Regions from separate parts of the Sus scrofa genome. Here region 1 is linked to region 2. A link is a contact called in public Hi-C data. All regions are on one chromosome and are shown on one strand. The core of a region is the stretch at or near the end of the contact, and the rest is flanking DNA. Distances in the headings are between cores, read along the strand shown. Region 1 overlaps LOC106509041. Region 2 has its middle 100 kb from the start of ALDH1A3.

What was found. A called contact is a pair of places that touch in the nucleus more often than the background predicts.
Region 1: a contact with region 2 is called in a Hi-C map of skeletal muscle, with 4 times the contacts expected there. The contact joins two enhancer-like sites. A contact is called at or near these places in 4 of 47 Hi-C or Micro-C datasets (heart right ventricle, retroperitoneal adipose tissue, skeletal muscle and 1 more).

What each region holds. Positions count from the first base shown.
Region 1 is chr1:139,430,218-139,436,006 of Sscrofa11.1, reverse strand. It overlaps LOC106509041, which reads left to right. Exons shown (of 3, transcript XM_021084942.1): 3 at 1-1,003. Among named protein-coding and RNA genes, the nearest start is that of ALDH1A3, 18 kb to the left of the region's middle. Within about 2 kb of position 1,981, at least 28 of the 83 cell types and tissues checked have an H3K27ac peak or open chromatin away from gene starts, as enhancers often do. A contact at or near this core is called in retroperitoneal adipose tissue, skeletal muscle and subcutaneous adipose tissue, where this site is marked.
Region 2 is chr1:139,345,954-139,351,400 of Sscrofa11.1, reverse strand. No RefSeq gene overlaps it. Among named protein-coding and RNA genes, the nearest start is that of ALDH1A3, 100 kb to the left of the region's middle. Within about 2 kb of position 3,995, at least 14 of the 83 cell types and tissues checked have an H3K27ac peak or open chromatin away from gene starts, as enhancers often do. A contact at or near this core is called in retroperitoneal adipose tissue, skeletal muscle and subcutaneous adipose tissue, where this site is marked.

The DNA of each region.
Region 1 (5,789 bases), core at 732-3,231, 87 kb before region 2:
AGCTGGAGACACACAGACCTCTGGCAACCCCAGGCCGGGGAGCCACTGGGAAGCGATTTGATTGTGTGCTCACCCAGCCCTGCTCCGTGGCCGTGACACAGCCCGATTACTCCCTTCTCCCAGGAGCTTCCTATCTCCGGCTGAGTTGCTGTTTGGAAAATGTGCGGCTCAGAAAGGGGAATAGAAGGTGGTAGCATCATAAACTGGGAAGCAAAGGGTATTTACATATTTTCAGGAGATGTCCAGGCTGCTGGACATGTTGGGTGACAGGTTTATTGTTGTTCCTTGGAGAAGTGAGTCCTAACTCTTTAAACCTGCCAGAGTCATCACTACCAGGATCTGACTCTCATCTCTTAGAAGGCATTACATTGCTTTAATATGCAACAGTCTAACATAACATTAAATCATTTTTTAAAGTTTCATCTAGTTGAGCCTGAGCCAAGGTATTCTTGGGTTGGGTTTTTTTTGCACAGCCCCCGCCCCCCTTTTAATAGAGTTAAAAAGAAACACCGACAAAATACCTATCGAGTGATTTCACTCTTGCCAGCGTCCAAGAGTGATCTGCGTAAGTGGGCCCTCTGGGTTTCCAGCAGCCTCTCACTGTGGCTTCACCCTCAAGATCAGTGAGTATTTTCAAGGGCCCACCGCATGCACCGGCCTACGAAGTGGGAGGTGGAAGGATGTGGTGGGCTGGCTGCTGACTAGAAAATTCTCCGTTTTCTAAGGGGTGTCAAGGACTTGGTTGGAGAGACTAGGGAAAGTGCAAATGCTTTTGCCTCCATTTCATAAAGCAATGCTTTTGCAAAGCTGTCACCTCATCTCTGTTCCATTCCCTCCGCAAAAAATCACTCAATCACAGAATAAGGGCAGCCCTGTGAGGAAGGCTTCTTTCCTCCACCCACCAAACCATCCTATACTCCTCCTCATGCAGGACACCTTTTTTTAAAAAAACTCTCTCTCTTTTTTTTCTTTGCTTTTTAGGGCCACACCTGTGGCATATGGAAGTTCCCAGGCTAGGGGGGGTTGAATCAGAGCTACAGCTGCCAGCCACAGCCACAGCAACACAGGGTCCAAGCCACGTCTGAGACCTACATCACAGCTCACAGCAACACCAGATCCTGAGCGAGGCCAGGGATCGAACCCACATCTTATGGATACTAGTCGGGTTCATTACCACTAAGCCGCCACGGAAACCCCTCATTCCGGACACCTTTCGAACTTCCAAACAACCCTCAGTAAACTCCTCCTTGGGTTGTTTTGGTCATTCATGTGTTGATCTCCCTGGCTGATAAGAGAGGAGCCCAGTCTTGACCACCCTAGAATCTTGGTGGCCTTCCAGAGTCTTTTGGTGACTCCATGAATGTAGCAGGACCCCCACCCCAAATACACAGCCAGGAATATGGGGAGCCTGAGCTTCCTTTTTGCCATCCAGCCTCCCGTTCCCACACAACACGTATACCCGGTCCTGGTTCCCCCATGACTCCCTGGTCCTGACTCCCTCTCCCCTTGCACCCACCCTCCTTCTCCCACCTCAGGGCTTCCAGCCCGCTGGGGGCAATGTGAGGACACAGGTGAGGCCGAAGGGCTCTCCCAGCCTCAGCCCCTTCTGGGGACTGGCCTGCGTCCTTGGGACGGGGCGATAGGAAGAGATGCTGGGTCGGCAGAGGCCAGATGGCTGCCTGAAGTCTAGGCAGGAAGATGGTCCTTGGGGGCCCTGCATGGTTTGAGGACTTGCTAGATAATCCGGGCTTGGTCCTCCAGGGACCTGGCCCCTCAGGAGCCTCTTCCTGGGCCTTGTGCCACCTTGGCCTCTGCCCAGAGACGGGGTGGGGGGGGGCGTGTCGAGCTCTCCCTGAGACGCCGGGGTCCTGTGTCGCAAGCCTGGCCTCTTCCCAGGGCCTGGAAGACCGTCTCCTGGGCCTGGCTTCTCCTCCCCAGCCGGCTGGGCCAGTCTGGAAACAATGACTGCAGCCAGAAACTGCTTCTCACGGGGTTTTGGAAAACCGCGGCGGGACATCGGCAAGCAGCTCTGGCACAGGCCTGGGGCTCAGGAGAGGAGCTGCTTCCTCGCTGGGAGGGTGCAGAGGAAGTGGCAGACACAATGGACAGCATTGTGAATTCTCCCCGGAAGCTCAGCTCTGCGTGGCTTTCAGGGAAATTGACTCGGGGACAGCTCGGTCTGTTCCAAAGCAACAGCTTTCTGTGATTATGTGGGTCCCAGGCTGGGACAAACCCGCCCTCCCTACCTCATTAACAACAAGGCCAGCAGGGCCCAGCCATGCCATGGGGGTTGGGGGGACAGGGGGGGAGGGCTTTGTGCCCTAATTCGTCAGGCAAGGGCTGAGGGTAGGAAATCAGAACAACAATGCATCTTAGAGCAGAAGCTGTCTGTGGAGGGAGTGCAGCTTTGATGTGGGGCCCTGTCCTGATTAGGGCTGATGGCTGGGGCCCGTCAGTGCTCCAGGAAGGTGGCATAAGCCGGGATGGCATTTGGGATATGGGTTTTTGCACCTGGGTCTGATGAGGTTTGATGGGGTTTAACACATGCAAACAGCAGCTTTTGTTCTGCAGGACAAAGGCCTCCCCAGCCTGGGTCTGGGCTGAGACCCCGTGGCACCCGTTTCCTCTCCATCGCCTCTTGTCACTCTCCTTGTCGACGTTTAATTAGGACAACGAGCTTTCACAGGCTCATTTCGCACTCCAGCAACTTTCTAACACTTCCTAACGAGGAGGCTGGAGCCTGAGGACGGGAAGAAGAGGGGGGCTGGGGGCAGGAGGGAAGGACCGTTGAGGGGGCTGGGAGGGGCCGGGCAGGGGGTGTGTGGAGAAGAGCACAACAGGCGCAGAGGAAGCTCCAAACCACACCGGCTCCTTGGGGAACTGGGGATGGATCTGAGAAGAAAAGAAAAGAAAATAAATCCTAACTGGCCTTTGTTTTCTGGGTGGCCAGACAGTAATTTTCCCCAAATTCTTTATGGTTCCGGAAAAGAAAGCAAAGGATCAATCAGTGTTGACTTTGTGACTTTCAGAACTGGATCACAGAGGCTGTTAACACCTTCAACTCCTCTAACTCTCAGACAAGCCTCTCCCATCCACTGGGTTTTGAACAACCAGAGCCATGGTGACAGTACCCCACCTCTCAACCCATTCCTGAGCCAGACTCAGACAGGAGGAATGCGTGTCCCTGTGTGATTGGTGGGGATGCCACATTAAATGTACAGTCCTGCTGACCTTGATGGAGATGTTGGCTTTCTCCTGCCCGAAGAGATGGAGCTGGGGGGGATGGAGGATCCCTGTGTATCTTTGCCTATTTTAGTCAGTATAGTTCCAGTCACGCTGCAGTAACAAATACCCAGAATGTAAGTGTTTAAAACCCACAAAGATTCTTTTCTTCTGCTACACATCCACGGTCAGTTGGTTAGGAGCTCTGTGACACATCTCCCACAGCCCTAAGCTGATGAATCATTGTTTCCTTATTGGCACTGCTGATGATTGGTTTGTAGAGGGGGAAAGATGATGACGGTGCCTTGGCTCCCAAAGTGCCCTCAGTGACCCACATCAGTCTTGCTCACATTTCACAAGCCAAAGAAAGTTACAGATAGATTTCTAAAACTTCCACAGAGGGGAGATATGTCCTCCAGTCATGTTTCTAGAAGTTAGAAAGAGGAATATTTGGTTATTACACTACATCTCCTGTTGTATTTGTCTATTGCTATGTAACTGATCACCCCAAAATCTGTTGGCTTAAAGCAATAAATGTGTCCTTACTAAGAAGTCTGGGAACAGCTTAACTGGATGATTCTGGATGAGGGTCTCACCTGAGGATTCAGTGTAGATGTTTGCTAGGGCCGTGTGATCTGAAGATTTGACTGGTTGGATAGTCTGCTGCCAAGAGGGCGCCTTACAAGGCTGTTGGCAGGAGGCCTCAGTTCCTTACCACATGGGTCTTTCTACTGGGCTGCCCAAGAGTATTTGTGATGTGGTACCTCATTTTTCCTAAAAATAGTGATCTGAGAGAAAGAAAGGAAAGTAAGAAACTGCAGTGCCCTTCAGGACCTCGTCTTGGCATCACACACCATCACTTTTGCTTTCTTCATTTTGCTAGACGAAAATGAAGATGTTCGTCTAGCCCACACTTAAGTGGAGGGGAATTAAGCTCTGCCTCTCAATGAGAGGAGTGTCTAAGAATCTAGAGTCATGTCTTAACACCCCTTCATGAACACCCCAGCTAACTGTCAGGATCCATCTGGCCCCAGTTCAGCCCTCTTCACTTGTAGCTGGGCCTCTCCATCTGTCCCTGACCATCACCTACTAGGAGGAGGGTGAGAGGAGAGGAAGGTCTACCTTTCAAAACAATCTCCTGGAGTTCCCACTGTGGCACAGTACATTAAGACTCTGAGCAGCTCAGGTGGCTGCAGAGGCATGGGTTCAATCCCCAGCCCAGCACAGTGGGTTATATAAAGGATTATGGTGTAGGTCACTGCTCTGGTTTGAATTCGACCCCTGGCCCGGGAACTTCAATATGCCGAAAGCGTAGCCATAAAACAAAACAAAACAAACAAACAAAAAACCCTAAAAAATCTCATGGTGAAAAGGAAAAAGAGAGACAAAGAAGGGAAAAACTTAAGTCCATGAAATCTCCCTGACTCCTCTGCCTTGACCCAGCCACAGGTGGGTAGACTGCTGGAGTCCGAGGTCTCAGCCCCGGCAGATGGAGATGCCCCTTTGCACAGAGGTGGACAGATGGTTAGGGTCTCTAACTTGGTAAGTATATACTAAGTACATAAGCTCCCTGGGCCTGGGGTTCAACTTTGTGCTACTGAAAAATGACAAACAATGATGCACCAACCCTTTGAGTTACGAATGAAACTTCAAGGATGAGGACAGCACATGTGGAACTCCCAGCAGAAGTTTCAACCAACCAACCTAGAATTGAGAGGCAGGAGCAGAAACTCAGAGGAAACCCAGCAGAAGGTCAGGAAATGGAGCGATGAGGCAGGCGTGGGGTGGACAAGGCTTGCCTGGCCATGGGCCTTGACCCAGGGGCTCTGGCCTCTGACAGTCAGAGAGCCTCCAAACTCACTCTTCACGATTTGGAGAGGGAAGAGAAGGAATATTAAACGTTAAAAACGACATCATACTGGTTGTTCCGAAAAGCTGTCAGTAAGGATGATGGTCTTGGATCAACTTCCATCTCCCTTTATTTCTAAAATTGCTCAGGAGGGGCATTTGGGGTTCCTATCTCCTTTAGACTTCTAGCCTAGTTAGAACCCAGAGCCCAAAGTTCTCCTTCTGGGGTCCCCCGAAGGTCTGGGTATAAGTGGAAGGGATAACATGTTGTCTAGGGGAGGCAGCACCCAGAGAGGGCAGCAGGGCCACGGTGAGTTGGGAAATTGCTGGCCACAAAGGTGGCAGACTTCCTTAAGTAGTCCCATTATTTACTTTTTGGTCGATAATTTAAAAGATTTTTGAGAAAAAGAGTACATATGGAATCTGGCCCAAGTATAAAAGGCTTGAGTGGCTTACTGGGTCAAGTAGGCAATTCCCATGAGGGTCACTCTTTAGGACTGTGAGGTGGGCTGGATGGTGCAAGAGGCAGTCTGACCCCAGAAAGCCTTGTTTGTCCAGAGAGACCCCTGGCCTCGTGTGTGGCCAAAAGCCCTAAGGCTATGAGCTGCCCAGCCAGCACCACTGGCCCTCACTCCCTGACCAGAGAGGGTGGGAAACGGTGGCACCTAGGACCCTGGACAGAGCCTGTGAAGCCAGGGCCTGCTCCTTCCCTGGGAGTG
Region 2 (5,447 bases), core at 2,746-5,245:
TGAACCAGTGAACCACATGGATACTAGTCACATTTATTACCACTGAGCTGTGATGGGAACTCCCAGAGCAGTAGCTTTAAGAGAGCAAAGTGGGAGTTCCCCTTCATGGCTCAGAGGTAAAAACCCAACCAGTTTCCATGAGGATGCAGTTCAAACCCTGGCCCCACTCAGTGGGTTAAGGACCCAGTGTTGCCATGAGCTGTGGTGTAGGTTTGCAGACATGGCTTTGATCTGGCATTGCTGTGGCTGTGGTGTAGGCCAGCAGCTGCAGCTCCGATTTGACCTCTAGCCTGAGAACTTCCACATGCCACAGTGCAGCCTTAAAAACCGGAACAGAAGGAAGGGGTGTGGAATGGCATTGCAAAGAGTTCCTGCTGGCTGAGAGGCCTCAGGAATGTCCCTGGATTGTGGGATGTCTCCCCACTCTCCACTGGACAGGAATAGACACCTCCATGGATTGAGGGGTACCAGCTCAGGGGCACTGGCTCCCACCTTCCATATGGAATGCTGGGAGTGACAGCTCCCCCTCAGTGGCCTGGTTGGTGTGAGAGACCTGTCTGGTGGCTATATGAAGAGACTTAGTGCTGGAGGGTGTTGGAAGTGGCACCAGAGCAGCCCAGGATCATGCACAACTTTCCTGGGCTCCCAGGAGGGGCATGGAGGAGGCTATAACGTCAGAGGCAAGGACATGGGCCTAGTCCTTTGGAGGGGTGGTTGGAGGCCCAGCCCCAGAGCTTATAGTTCAGAGAGGGTGTGCAGAGGGAAGCTGGCATGCCGCTCAGAGGACCCCACCCCATGTCAGCATGATACAGAAGCCGCCCACAAAATTAGACTTCCCCAGGGAGAGGGAGCGAGGAAAGTCTTCAGAACCCATGGGACGGGTCAACATTCACAAGGCAAGGATTCCACCCACCAGGGCCTCCATTCTGTCCCCCTGCCTTGTCTGATTACTGTTGCTCTAGAATAAGCTTTGATATCGGCCTCCTACTTCATTCTTCTCTGTCCAGACTGTTTCCTAGAGTCCTTCCCTTTCCACATGAATTTTAGAACTGACTTTTCCATGTCTGTGAAAGCCTTGCTGATATTTTGAGAGGAATGGCATTGACACTGTCACCAATTAGGGTAGAATTGACATTTTTATTCTGCCGAGCCTTCCAATCCATGAATGCAGGCTGTTTCTCCACTTATCTAGGTCTTCTTTGATTTCTTTGATCAGTATTTTGTAATTTTCATCATACAGATCTTTATTTTTTTTTAAGCTGAAAAAAAAGACATATGCGGAGTTTCCAGGGTGATTGTCCCTTCTTTGTGCCTTTTCTTGCTCTCTTGCTGAAATTAGCACCCCCAGGAAATCTCATTGAGCCCCCAGTCAATGCTGTTCTGGCCAGGCTGTCACCGTGCATGGACTTAAATACCTCTGGGTGCTGCTCATCTCTGACTGGGCCCACCAGAGGCTTCTGACAAATCACAGTTTTCTGTACTCGATGGCCTGGTTCTAACCTGCTAGAAAGAACCACAGTTTTAATCCCTGACCATTTCCCTGCTTTGTAATTCTTCTCTGTCTTCCCTAAGCATCAGCTCAGGGCACTCTACTGGGTATCGCCCTGCCCTGCCCAGCACTTACCCTGCCTCAGCCCCTAGTACTGTCCATGTGTTTGCCTGCCTCTCCCTCTCTCTCTCTCTCTCTTTCTCTCTCTCTCTCTCTCTCACATACACACACACTCACTCACTCACACCTTCCTCTCTTCTTCCTTCACCTGATTACTTCTCGGTCCTTTCTCTCCCTCCTAGCCTGTTCTGCATCCCTAGCTACCTGCTCACAGGGGACCCCTGAGATCAGACTTACAGCCAGCTGGAGACAAAGCACCTTGTTACTGCCCTATGTGTCCCCCAGTGGGCCCTGGGATGAATGGAAACAGACCCCAACTGCTCCTCTCTTTCAGGCTCCTGTGACAAATGTTGGGGTAAGCGAGACATGTTCCACATGTCGCGGTCTAAACCTGGGTCTCAGTTTGTCTTTGAGGCTATGTAAATGATGCTGCATGGATCAGATTTGGCTGAAGTTCTGGACTGTGCATGACACCACTGCCTGCGTCCAGTAGCTGGTAACCCAGGAGCAACTTTTGGGCCTCTCCACCCTGGCTGTGAGGTCTTAGACAAAGCACTTGTCTTTCTGAGTGTTGCTTCCTCACAAAACAGAGTGCTCATCCCTACCTCCCACGGAGTGGGTGTCCATCATGGAGACCAGACCCAGCGTCCAGCACCAGTCTGGGATGTGGTGGTGGTGGCTGTGACCATGACCAGCACTAGCATTTTGCAGGGAGGCCACCCAGCCATGCCCCCCATCCCACCCCACGGGGCTCCCTGAAGATTCCCTCCTCTGATAAGAACAGCAGGTCTCCAAAGTGCTGATTCCTTTAGTCCCTTATCCCCAGGCCTTTGATGGGGGAAGAGTGATGGGGAGAGTGACAGGGGGATGGTTCAGGGCGCCCACCTTCTTGTGCTGCTGCCTTTCAACCCCCATGCCCATCCATACTTCCTGTCCTCAGAGACCTACACCAAGCTGGACTGTTCCATGAAGGCTGTGGAGCTGGGGGGGAGAGGGGGGCTCAGCCTCAGCCCAGGAAGGGGATCAGCTGATCACTAGCAGGGTTCTGGAGCTAACCTGTCCAACATGGGGGCCACTGACCACAGAAGGTCACCTAACCCTTGAAATGTGGCTGATCTGGATTAGGATGTGCTGAAAGAGTAAAAATTCACACTGGATTTCAAAGACTTAGTGCAAAAAAAAAAAAACTAGAATAAAATATCTCATTAATTATTTTTATATTGATATGATAAATTCTAATAATTTAGACATATTGGGTTATGTAAATTCTGTTATTAAAATTAATTTTATCTGTTTCTTTTTACTTTTAAAAATGTGGCTACTAGAAAATTTGAAATATGTGGCTGGCATTGTGACTCATATGGTATTTGTGTCAGAGAGCATTTCCCCAGGCATTATGGCCAGTATGACATGGCTTGCTTCGGGAGCATGGTCCTGGTAGCCAGGGCCTGCCTCCTCCGTTGGTCTTCATGTCTTAGCTCCCTCTGCCCTGGCACCATAGGACAAAACCCAGAATGATGAAAAGACTTCTGGATCCCACACATCTTGGGATTCTCACCACCAGAACCAACTACCTAGTACCTCAAGCACACTAATCAAGTGCAGTAACAATTTTGTTTAACTGGGAAGGAAGTACCCCCTATTCAAGATACCATACTGATGTCCTCCAGAAAACTGGCATGGGAAACACACAAATCTGTGCTGTCCGCCATGTGGATGGTAACCCTTGGCTAGAGCATCCTTGGGCAGTGTGTAGGCTTCTCAACTGTATGTGCAGCCCTGCTAGTATCTGTCTGCTCAATATATATTAGCGGGAGGAATTTATGAGAAAGAGAGAGAGTAAGCCCCCCACCCTCTCATCGTGAAGTTTCAGGCAGAGGCTCCATCTTGTTTACAACAATTAACACTGAAAAGTCCTGGTACACCTGAGGATTATGGCTTTGGCCTCATGGTTATCTGTGTGAAAACCATATCAGCTAGAGCCATGGCCCCAACATTCATCCAGAGGTTCACAGAGCCATAGGCAGCAGGTAAACTCCAGCCGATGACCCAAGACCCAGCCTAAGAATGTGAAGAATAGCTCTGAAGAATATTCTTTGAAGAATAGCTCCCCACCCTCCGAGCTGTTGATGTCACAGAGGTTCCCAGGAAAGGGGCACTTGGACTGTGACCTGGCGTTTTTACCACCTTGGACGGGGGACTGTTGCTTTATGGAGGGATGGGTGCTGTCACAGACTGGTAGAAGCTCCTGGCATCCTTTCATCAAGGAGTGTTGACACACATCTGCTAAAAATCATTTAAGTTTATCATCTTGACTGACTCATCGGGCAGCAGGCACAAAACGGTGGGAGGATGAGGTAAGCAGAGAGGGCTGGGAGTGTGGCCTCATGGCTTCCAAAATCTTCTCTGTTTTCATCTCCAAACGCCCTATTTGCTCCCAGCTAGTTTTGTTGATTGGTTATGTATGTACATAAATATTTATTCACTCATGTCAAGGTTAGTTCTAATCCTCTACTGCATCCGTTTCTCACAATTGTTAAGAACAGACTTTTACTTATGTTTTGTTAATGCCTATCATTTATGACTTCCCCCCACCTCTACATCGAGTTGTTACATGAAAATTCATTGCGGTCCCCAGAAAAATGCAAAGGAAAAAAGTTGTCTTTGTTTTAACTTTTATTTAAAAAAATTTTTTTTTCCTCAAATCTGAGTTGGATCCATTCTGGGGAGCAATAGGAAGTGAGTTAGGGGCCAAGCCAAAAGAAAAAAAAAAAAAAAAACAATTTATAGCCCAGTTTTCCAGAACTCCTTGTGGTTCCTTTAACCAAGTGGTTGCTTTGCGGACAGTTAGGTTATTTTGTAAAGTAAACAATTTTTTTCTCTTCTTTTTAGCCACTTAATGTGGTATCATGAAAGGAAGATCAACTTCTTAATGAAAAAAAGCTGAGATGGGAGAGGGAGTTGAGCCGGTCAGGAGCACTTCCAGGCTTACATAAGTAACATTCCTGTTGCATAAATATCTTGGCAAGTCCCAAGACTGAATCCCCATCCCACACTGCTGGCCTGAACCAAACACTGTATAATATTAAAAAAAATCCTGTTGATGGTAACATTTTTCTGTCCAGAAACAAGTCATTAGTTTGGACAAAGGCATCCAAATGCATCTGCTTAGTTCCCCAAAGTTCTAGTGGAAAATATTATCTAGAGAAAAAGTAAGTGAGGGATGAGAGTAGAGGATTTCAGTTTCTTAAGAGTGAAATACAGATAAAAAAACAGTTACAATCCCATGCAGTTCCTCTCAGCACCAAATTGCAAACCCCAAACCAAATTAAGCCGTATTCATTTGGCAAATGCCAACCAAAGAGTTAAAAAAAAGTCATTTTTAATGAATAATTTATTCTATTGGAGATTTTAACCATGATATCGAAACCTTTATATTTAGTCTAACTCTTAAATTGACATGAAATGGAAATGTGCAATTGGTGACTTGGGGATCCCAGCTATCCTGTGAGTTAGCTATTTGCCCTTCTTCTGTGTTAATGGTGTTTTTGTTTCTTGGTTTCTGCCATGCAAAAGTTTTCTTTTATTCATGTGCTGTCACATTTCTTAGACTTTCCATTATTGCTTTTGGATTTCGACTCATAGTTTAGGGGAATTTTCCCTGCAGCATGTATTTTCAGGAATTCATCCATTTTTTTCCTATTTGTATATGATTTATTCCATTATTATTCTGTCCTATTAAATATTCTATTTAATCTCTGAGCTATTTGGAATATATCTTAGTAATACTGGGTAAGAGATTGATTCAGTTTTCTCTTTTTCCAATGGCTACGCAGTT